Linked DNA regions of Mus musculus: region 1 is linked to region 2. The links are chromatin contacts, called in public Hi-C maps. All regions are on one chromosome and are shown on one strand. The core of a region is the stretch at or near the end of the contact, and the rest is flanking DNA. Distances in the headings are between cores, read along the strand shown.

Region 1 (4,244 bases), core at 1,155-3,654, 220 kb before region 2:
CCTCCTGCACAGGCCAAACATCTTAACTTACCTTGAGCTTTAAGATGGAGAGCTTCACCAACAGCTTCGGAATCCCCATACCGTTTAGATTTCTCCTGTAATACACTGTCCAAAGATTCCTGCGCCATCCGCCTTGCTGCCATGGTTTTTTTTTTCTCCTATAGTAAGAGAAGTCACATTAATCAAGACAGCTTGCCTCAGGTCAAAAATCACCACCCAAAACAGGGTAACAGAACTGGAAGAATGACCCTAGAAAAAAAGTATTTAGGAAAGGTGTGGCCACTCAGACTCACAGTTTAGAGAAGGGTTTCCCAGAGCTCTTCACCTCTGAGAATTCTCTGGAAGAGCGAGTGACACTCTCACAAGAGGATAATAAGCTAGCAACTGTATACTCTGAGTTAGTCTCAGTACAAGATCTCTTTTGCTTCTTTCAGCAACACACCCAGGAGCTGAGTCCCTATAGCACAGAAAGAGCTGGGTGTGGTACTGCAGGCAGAGATTCCAACTGAGGCAATGGGATTTCCTGTTCCAGGGCAACCAAGACAATACAATGAGAACCTATATAAAGGGCTGAGGGACAGGAGAGGTGGCTCAGTGTTTAAAGAGTGTTTGCTGCTCTCGCAGAGAGCCTCAGTTCAGAACCCAGCATCCACACTGAGCAACCAACAAGTAAAATCTTAAAAGGGGAATAGAGGCTGAGCTGGTTTCAGTAAGGGGCCTAACAAGATGGCCTGAGTTCAAAACTGGCCAAGTTCTGACTTCCACCCATGTGCTGTGGCAAACATGTGCCCAAAAGTACCCAAAACTAAGCAGGAAAAAAAGCTGGGCATGAGGACATATGTGCCTGTAATCTCTGATGAAGACAAGGAAGAAAGATCACTGGAGCTTGGTGATCAGCCAGACTAGCCAATCAGTAACCAGACATCAATTTCTGGCCTACACACACACACACACACACACACACACACACACACTCACTCTTTCTCCTCCCTCTCTCACAAACACACACATACACACACAGAGGTATCTGGTGGTACAAGCATGTAATCTCAGCTATTTAAGAGGCTGAGCAACAGGTTTGCAGGTTTAAAACCTGTGTGAGCTACCTAGTTTATTCCAGACCAGCCTAGGCTACATAGCAAGACCCAGTTTTGTGTGTGCATGAGGGTTTTGTTTTGTTGTTGTTTGGATTTTTTGCAACTACAACAGAGTAGCCCACTTTGGCATGAGCACTAAACCTCTGATCCTCCTGCTTTTGCCTTCCAAGAACTAGGATTGCCAGTGTGCACTGCCAGGTTCTGCAGACCCAATCTTTTTAGTTTTATTTACTTTTTTTTTTTTTTTTTTTTTGGTAGCATGGTTGAGTAGGAGAGATTCCAAATGATCTCCTTACACACCTCTGGTTGGCCTCAAACTTTGTGTGTGCACACACACACATACATACACACTAAGGTTGGCATTGAAAGGAAAATCCACCCTGTCTCTGCCTCCTGGGAACTGGGATTATAGGGGTGAGCCATCATAATCAGTTTGAGACCCTGCCTTAAAAAAAAAAAAAAAAAAAAAGAAAAAGAAAAAGAAAGAAAGAAAAAAGGAATGAAAGAAAAAAATGTTCACACACGGGAGAAAAGCAGACTTGAAGAAGTGAACCACTAGGTCAGGCATCCTAATGTTGAGCCTGACCAACAGGGCATTCATTGTGAGGGCACTTTCTGAATGTTAAAAAAAAATAAGGCAGCATACATATCAGTGACAGCCTTCCTTATGACACTTCCAACTTCAAGAGGTAAACCTCCCTTCTGGTCATTTCTATAACCATCACCCCGTTTCCCCACACCCTGGGAAAGCGATAGGACGCCCCTTGTTCTCTGTCATTTAAGAGCAGGGACTCCTCCGGGTCAGCTGATCCTGAAATTTAATCAAGGTACCTAATCTGTCTGCACCTCCGTTTCCCCGTCTATGGTACTGGCAGACTCGGAGGCTGCAGTGGTTCCCGGCAGCTGGAGGCCCGAAGCCCGCTCGCCGTTACGCCCAACTCGCCCGGCCGACTGAGGGCTCAAGCGTAATGAATGGACCCGCCAGACAGGCTGGAGGAGCGCGCTCGCCCTAGAGACACCCAGAGTCCTTCCCACCCCGGGCCAGCCCTCCCAGGTCTCCAGGGCCCGGGCCTCACCCGGAGCCTGCCGCGTGCGGTGCCGCCCCCGCCGCTGCCGCCGCCGCCTCGGGCCCCTTATCCACCGCCTGGCGAGGCGGGGAGATGCAAATGAGCCAACGGTTTCCGCAGCGCCGCGTCGCGCAGGCGCAAGCCTCTGCCTTGCCTTGGTGCGCAGGCGCTGGCTGCCACCGCCTAGGTCCTCATGCGCAAGCGTCGAGGGCAGCCATCTTCGCTCTTTCGCGCAGGCGCGCTGCTCACTTCTCAGGGCCGAGTCTACCTAGGTGAAAACTATCTCTTTTGAGGGGAAGCGACACCTAGGAGTAGCATTGAGAGTACTGCAAGAGTCTCAGGCCCACGCGTATTCTGTGGCTCCCTTCGCTTTACCTGTGCTCGCGGTCGCCCTCGTTGCCCCGGAAAGGAGCCTCTCGGCTGAAGGAGGGACGCCGAGGCGAGGCGGCGCCTCTGCGCTTGCGCTTATATGGTGGCTCGAAGGAGCCAAAGGCAAAGTCTCGGGTGACAGCTGCGAGCCCCACCCTTTCCCCACGTGGCTGCGTAGACCCGGTGAGGAGCACCGGCCGCCTGTGCTTGTGGCTGGCGCAGTGGGGAGTGGGCGCCGCGGGGTCGGGGTGGTGGTGTTTGCACGACTCTCGCGGACTTGGTTTGGGGGAAGGAGAGAATCGTCCCAGAGATACTTGGGAAGCAAATGCTTCGCCTTTCTTGTGCAGGTTCTTTCATTCATTTTATTCATTCGCGCTGCGCCTGTGTGCACCTGAGCACCTGCTACAGGGTCGGCCGCATTCTAGGCAGTGGAGCCAGGAGTACAAGAGGTTCAAGACAGTGTGACTCTGGTTCAGGGGACGCTGGTGTTGCTGTTCATGTAGTAGTGATGGAGCGGGCGTGGTTGCTGCACCTGTCATGACTGCTTTAGGGAGACAGAAGGATTGATGAGTTCTAGACCGGCTTTGGCTATGTAGCCAGCCCATATTTCAGAATAAAAACAGCCAAAAGAAAGAACAGGCGTTGTGGTGCACTCAAGAAGCAGAGGCAGAAGGATTGCTGCGAGTTTGATACCAGTCTGGGCTACAAGACCAGACACTGCCTCAAAAACAACTGATGAGCCAGGGGGTTGTTTGGAGACTGGAAATCAGGAGTTCAAGGTCAGTCAGGTCTACATGAATCCCTAACATAAAAAACAAAAACGGGATTATTTCATGTGACAGTAAGGCTGCTTGACCTAGACAGGTTTTGTTTACTTGAGGGGCAAGACGGGGGAGGGGGTCAGGAGGGTCTCACTGTGTAGATCAGGCTGGCCAGAAACTCACAGAGGTCTACCATTTCTGCCTCCGTTGTTCTGGTATCAGTGTTTCTTGTTTTGTTGTTGTTTTTCAAGCCAGGATTTCTCCGTGTCGTCCTGGCTGTCCAGGAACTTGCACTGTAGACTGTGCTGGCCTCCAGTTCAGAGGTTAGCCTGCCTCTGCTTCATTTGTGCTTTAATAACTATTATTATTAATAAATTATTTGTTATCAATATTATTTAACATCATCATGACTATTGTGTGTTTACATGTATGCACAAGTTGTGAACTACCAGATGTGAGTGCTGAAACTGAACTCAAGTTGTGATGATGGAGCGGCACACCTTCACCTGCTGACTGAACACTTTTTTCCCAGCACCTCAGCTTTTACACTCGTTCCTTCCACACAGGGTCTCACTCTGTAGCCTAGGCTGGCTTGGGGCTGGAGATCACAGGCTTGTACCATAAAGCCCTAACCAGAGTGTGGCTTTTACAAATTTGATCTTTATACATTGATGTGTCATTTATACTGTGTCCTTCATGTAAGATCAGAGGACTTGTGGGAGTCAATTTTCTCCTATGGCTTTGTGAGCTTCAGGGTTGGAATTTTTGTTTTTGTTGTCTGGACAATCTCTTGTACCCTTGAATTCCCCATCCTTCTGCCCCAAGCCTTCTGCTGCTGAGATGACAGTTGCATGCCACCACACCCGATTCGTGATTCTAGACTGTTGTAAAGAAGAGCATCAGAAAACTTTGATAATGTTGGCTATGGACTGTGCAGTAGAAAATAGTGC
Region 2 (4,359 bases), core at 257-2,756:
AGTGTTCTGTGTGGTCTGGCTGTCCTGAAACCAGACTGGCCTGGAACTCAGAAATCCACCTGCTTTTGCCTCTTCAGCCATGGGATTAAAGGTATATGGCAACAAGTTTAAAAAGAAAAAGGAAATCTTGAAGGACATGGAAATCTTGAAGGACATGCGAAGGGAAAGGAACCTGTTACTCTGGAATCTGATTGAACCCTTTTCCTAGTAGACAAGCAAGAATTCCAGTCCAATTACTATGAGCTTACCCCTTCCTTCCTTCCCAGTTACAATCTGGAATTTCCCCAGAATCTCATTTACAGGGAATGGGCATGTATATGTACTGTTTTATACTCCCATTCAACGTTTCTGCAGAGCCACCTCACTATCTCGAGAAGGAGCCTGTAAGAGCTTGGTGGATCAAAGTACTTACAACACCACCCCCCTGAATTCAGTCCCTCTGACCCACAAGGTGCAGGAAGGAGACTGATTCCTGCAATGTGTTACCTGACCTCTGTGCACTGTGTGGCAGGCACACATCAAAATAATAATGAAGCTGGGCGTGGTGGCGCACGCCTTTAATCCCAGCACTCTGGAGGCGGAGGCAGAGGCAGGCAGATTTCTGAGTTCGAGGCCAGCCTGGTCTACAGAGTTCCAGGACAGCCAGGGCTACACAGAGAAACCCTGTCTCCAAACACCAAAATAAAATAAATGAATAGATAATAAATAAAGAGGGTTTTTGTTTGTTTTTTCTTTTTCTTCAAACAGCCTTACCATGTAACCCTGGCTGGCCTGAAACTCACAAAATTTCCCTGCCTGTGTTTCCTCAATAGTGGTGTTTAAGGTGTGTGCCACCATGCCCAGCATTAAAGATCTATTTTTATTTATATGTATATTTGTGTGTGTGCAAGCAATGCCCCAGAAAGCCAGAAGAGGCTATTAAATTCCCTGGAGATATGGGCAGTTGTAAGCCAAAAATCAAGTCCCCTGGAAAGGCAGTATGTGCCCTTAACTGTTGAACAGTCTCTTCAGCCCAGTACATGTAACTGTTTTTAAGAGGGGGGTTGGGGGGAAAATTTCTTTAGCAACCTTAGAGATGTAACTTGAGAGCTGACAGGTATGTGTCAATATATGTCTAGTGCTCCACATGACCCTATGCCCTCTTCTGGCCTCAAGAGGTGACTGCATACACATGTACATACCCACATAGATGTGCATACATATAAGAATAATAATAAACTTTAAAAGATTTATTTATTACCACATGGTCTATGTAGCCCTAGCTGGCTTGAACTTGCTCAGTATGACAGGCTAACCTTAACTTCATAAAGTCCCTCTGCTTTCTGCCTCTTGAGTCCGGGGATTAATGGTGTAAGCCACTATGCCCAGCTTAAAGATACATATCTTTAATAAAATCTACAACTGTGATTCATAAACTGGCTAGTCACAAAATTCTTTTCAGTGTCAAAGCCACAAACCCTAGCCTGAGTCAATCCCAGAAATTCTAGGGGACTCAGTGCTAATGAGGGTGGCAGTATGGAGCTGTCACCTCAGCACAGACATGTCCAGGCTAAGACCTCCACAGGGCCTGTCAGTTTCCTGTGACTTGCCAAATCAGCCAAGAAAAGGCCCAGGGTGTCCCAGGTGTCAGCATGATATTGCCTCCGTGACTAGATAGACATTTGCAGAGCAGCTCTTTGCCAAGGCGCTGGGAAAATGGAAATTCTTTAGACACATCGGACCCCTCCCTCAGAGAGGGAACTTTGAAATACATATACTGTTATTGAGGAAGTGTGTGTGGCAGATATCAGAGGACAACTCTGTGTAGTTGATTCTCTAACAACTGTAGATGGGCTTCAGGGTTTGTTTGTTTGTTTCAAGACAGGGTTTCTCTGTAAAGCCCTGGCTGTCCTGGAACTCACTTTGTAGACCAGGCTGGCTTGAACTTGCTCAGTATGACAGGCTAACCTTAACTTCATAAAGTCCCTCTGCTTTCTGCCGCTTGAGTTCGAGACATGGTTTTTCTGTATAGTCCTGGCTGTCCTGGAACTCACTTTGTAGACCAGGCTGCCTCGAACTTGCTCAGTATGACAGGCTAACCTTAACTTCATATAGTCAGAAATCTGCCTGCCTCTGCCTTACAAGTACTGGGATTAAAGGCATGTGCCACCACTGCCCTGCTAGATGGGCTTGAGTAATCACACTCAGGCCATCAGGTTTGCTCAGCAGGTGCCTCTTCAACTGAGGGGACATGGAACTCCCAAAATGTAACAAGGACCCAACATGGTAGATGGGGAAACTTAGAGGCAAATGGGATACTGTAATGGGAGAAGGAGGAGATGTGTACAGACAACTTTAGCTTGTCCCTGACTAGCTTATAATTAAATGAGACTCAGACTATGGTTATTTTATTTGGCTTTGACAATTACTAGGGGGTAACCCTAATCTACTGTTTTACCTGTTGGCTACTTTCCCAGCAGTGTACCCCAGATACTGTTTCTCCTAGCCTTGTGTGCATCATTCATCTTCCCTCATGGATGCTTTCTCTCTCCTCCCACTCTACCTCCTCCAACCAGGTCATTCCAAATCCACCTTCCTCTAATCCTTTCACATGTGTTGTAGAAATTTTTAATCCCAATCTGGTGTTTTTACCTTGCCTTAGACCATTTAGTTTCTGGATAAAAGACACACTTGTGCTGGAGAGATGGTTCAGTGGTTAAGATCACTGACTGTTCTTCCGGAGGTCCTGAGCTTAATTCCCAGCAACCACATGGCGACTTACAACCATCTGTAATGGGATCCAATGTTCTCTTCTGATGTGTCTGAAGTCAGCCAGAGTACATATACACATATAATTCTATTTTTTAAAAAAAGATTTAGCTCGGGCTGGAGAGATGGCTCACCGGTTAAGAGCACTGACTGCTCTTCCAAAGGTCCTAAGTTCAAATCCCAGCAACCACATGGTGGCTCACAACCATCCCTAATGAGATCTGATGCCCTCTTCTGGAGTGTCTGAGGACAGCTACAGTGTATTTACATATAATAAATAAAATTAAAAAAAAAAAAAAGATTTAGCTCTTTGCTTCTGTCGCTCATCGCAGACACCAGCTGACCCACCGGCTTTCGGACCATGGCCAACCTCGAGTGTACCTTCATTGCCATCAAGCCAGATGGCGTGCAGCGCGGCCTGGTGGGCGAGATCATCAAATGATTGAGCAGAAGGGGTTCCGCCTGGTGGCCATGAAGTTCCTTCGGGCCTCTGAAGAACACCTGAAGCAGCATTACATCGACCTGAAAGACCGTCCTTTCTTCCCGGGGCTGGTGAAGTACATGAACTCGGGGGCCCGTGGTGGCCATGGTCTGGGAGGGGCTCAATGTGGTGAAAACGGGCCGAGTGATGCTGGGGGAGACCAATCCAGCTGATTCAAAACCAGGCACTATCCGTGGGGATTTCTGCATTCAAGTTGGCAGGAACATCATTCATGGCAGTGATTAAGTGGAGAGTGCTGAGAAAGATCCATCTGTGGTTTAAGCCCGAAGAACTGATCGACTACAAGTCTTGTGCCCATGACTGGATGTACGAGTAGACATGAAGAAACCAGAATCCTTTTCAGCACTACTGATGGGTTTCTGGACGGAGCTCTTCATCCCACTGACAGGATGGATCATCTTTTCTAAAACAATAAAGACTTTGGAACTGAGAAAAAAAAAAGATTTAAAAAAAAAAAAGAGCTGGGCATGGTGGCACACACCTTTAATCCCGGCACTCGGGAGACAGGCAGGCGGATTTCTGAGTTCGAGGCCAGCCTGGTCTACAAAGTGAGTTCCAGGAGAGCCAGGACTATACAGAGAAACCCTGTCTTGAAAAACAAAACAAAACAAACAAACAAACAAAAAGACATGGTCTGGAGAGATGGCTCAGCAGTTAAGAGTACCGACTGCTCTTTCAGGGGTCCTGAATTGAATTCAATTCCCAGCAACCACATGGTTTCTCACAACCATCTGTAATGGGATCTGATGCTCTCTCTGGTGTGTCTGAAGAAAGCAATGGTGTACTCATATTCATAAATAAATCTTTTTTTCTTTTCCAGACAGGGTTTCTCTGTACAGCTCTGGCTGTCCTGGAACTCACTCTTTAGACCAGGCTGGCCTAGAACTCAGAAATCCGCCTGCCTCTGCCTCCCGAGTGCTGGCATTAAAGGCATGTGCCACCATGCCCGGCATACATAAATAAATCTTAAAAAAAAAAAAGAGACATATGCAACTTTTATGTTCATAATAAGCCTTAATCAGCACTAGGCCTGGGCAGATAAGAGTCTACTTTTCTATCGATAATTCTGAGCTATTATTTATTATGTTTCATCTGGGCTGCTCTTAAAC

Evidence for each region. A called contact is a pair of places that touch in the nucleus more often than the background predicts.
Region 1: a Hi-C map of the G1E-ER4 cell line shows a contact between it and region 2, with 3 times the contacts expected there. The contact joins the promoter of Armc6 here to the enhancer-like site in region 2. A contact is called at or near these places in 1 of 15 datasets of contacts at CTCF or cohesin (large pre-B cells), 2 of 484 Hi-C or Micro-C datasets (the G1E-ER4 cell line and erythroblasts), 3 of 115 datasets of contacts at active chromatin or transcription factors (bone marrow-derived macrophages and extraembryonic endoderm stem cells) and 5 of 9 other capture datasets (adipose tissue, embryonic stem cells, liver and 2 more).

Annotation. Positions count from the first base shown.
Region 1 is chr8:70,232,582-70,236,825 of GRCm38.p6, reverse strand. Armc6 (armadillo repeat containing 6) reads left to right here and starts at 2,404. Exons shown (of 8, transcript NM_133972.2): 1 at 2,404-2,716. Sugp2 (SURP and G patch domain containing 2) reads right to left here and starts at 2,621. Exons shown (of 11, transcript NM_172755.4): 1 at 2,174-2,621; 2 at 32-158. The coding sequence starts at 143.
Region 2 is chr8:70,009,753-70,014,111 of GRCm38.p6, reverse strand. It overlaps the pseudogene Gm7730. Among named protein-coding and RNA genes, the nearest start is that of Mau2, 31 kb to the left of the region's middle. Within about 2 kb of position 1,506, at least 30 of the 459 cell types and tissues checked have an H3K27ac peak or open chromatin away from gene starts, as enhancers often do. A contact at or near this core is called in the G1E-ER4 cell line and embryonic stem cells, where this site is marked.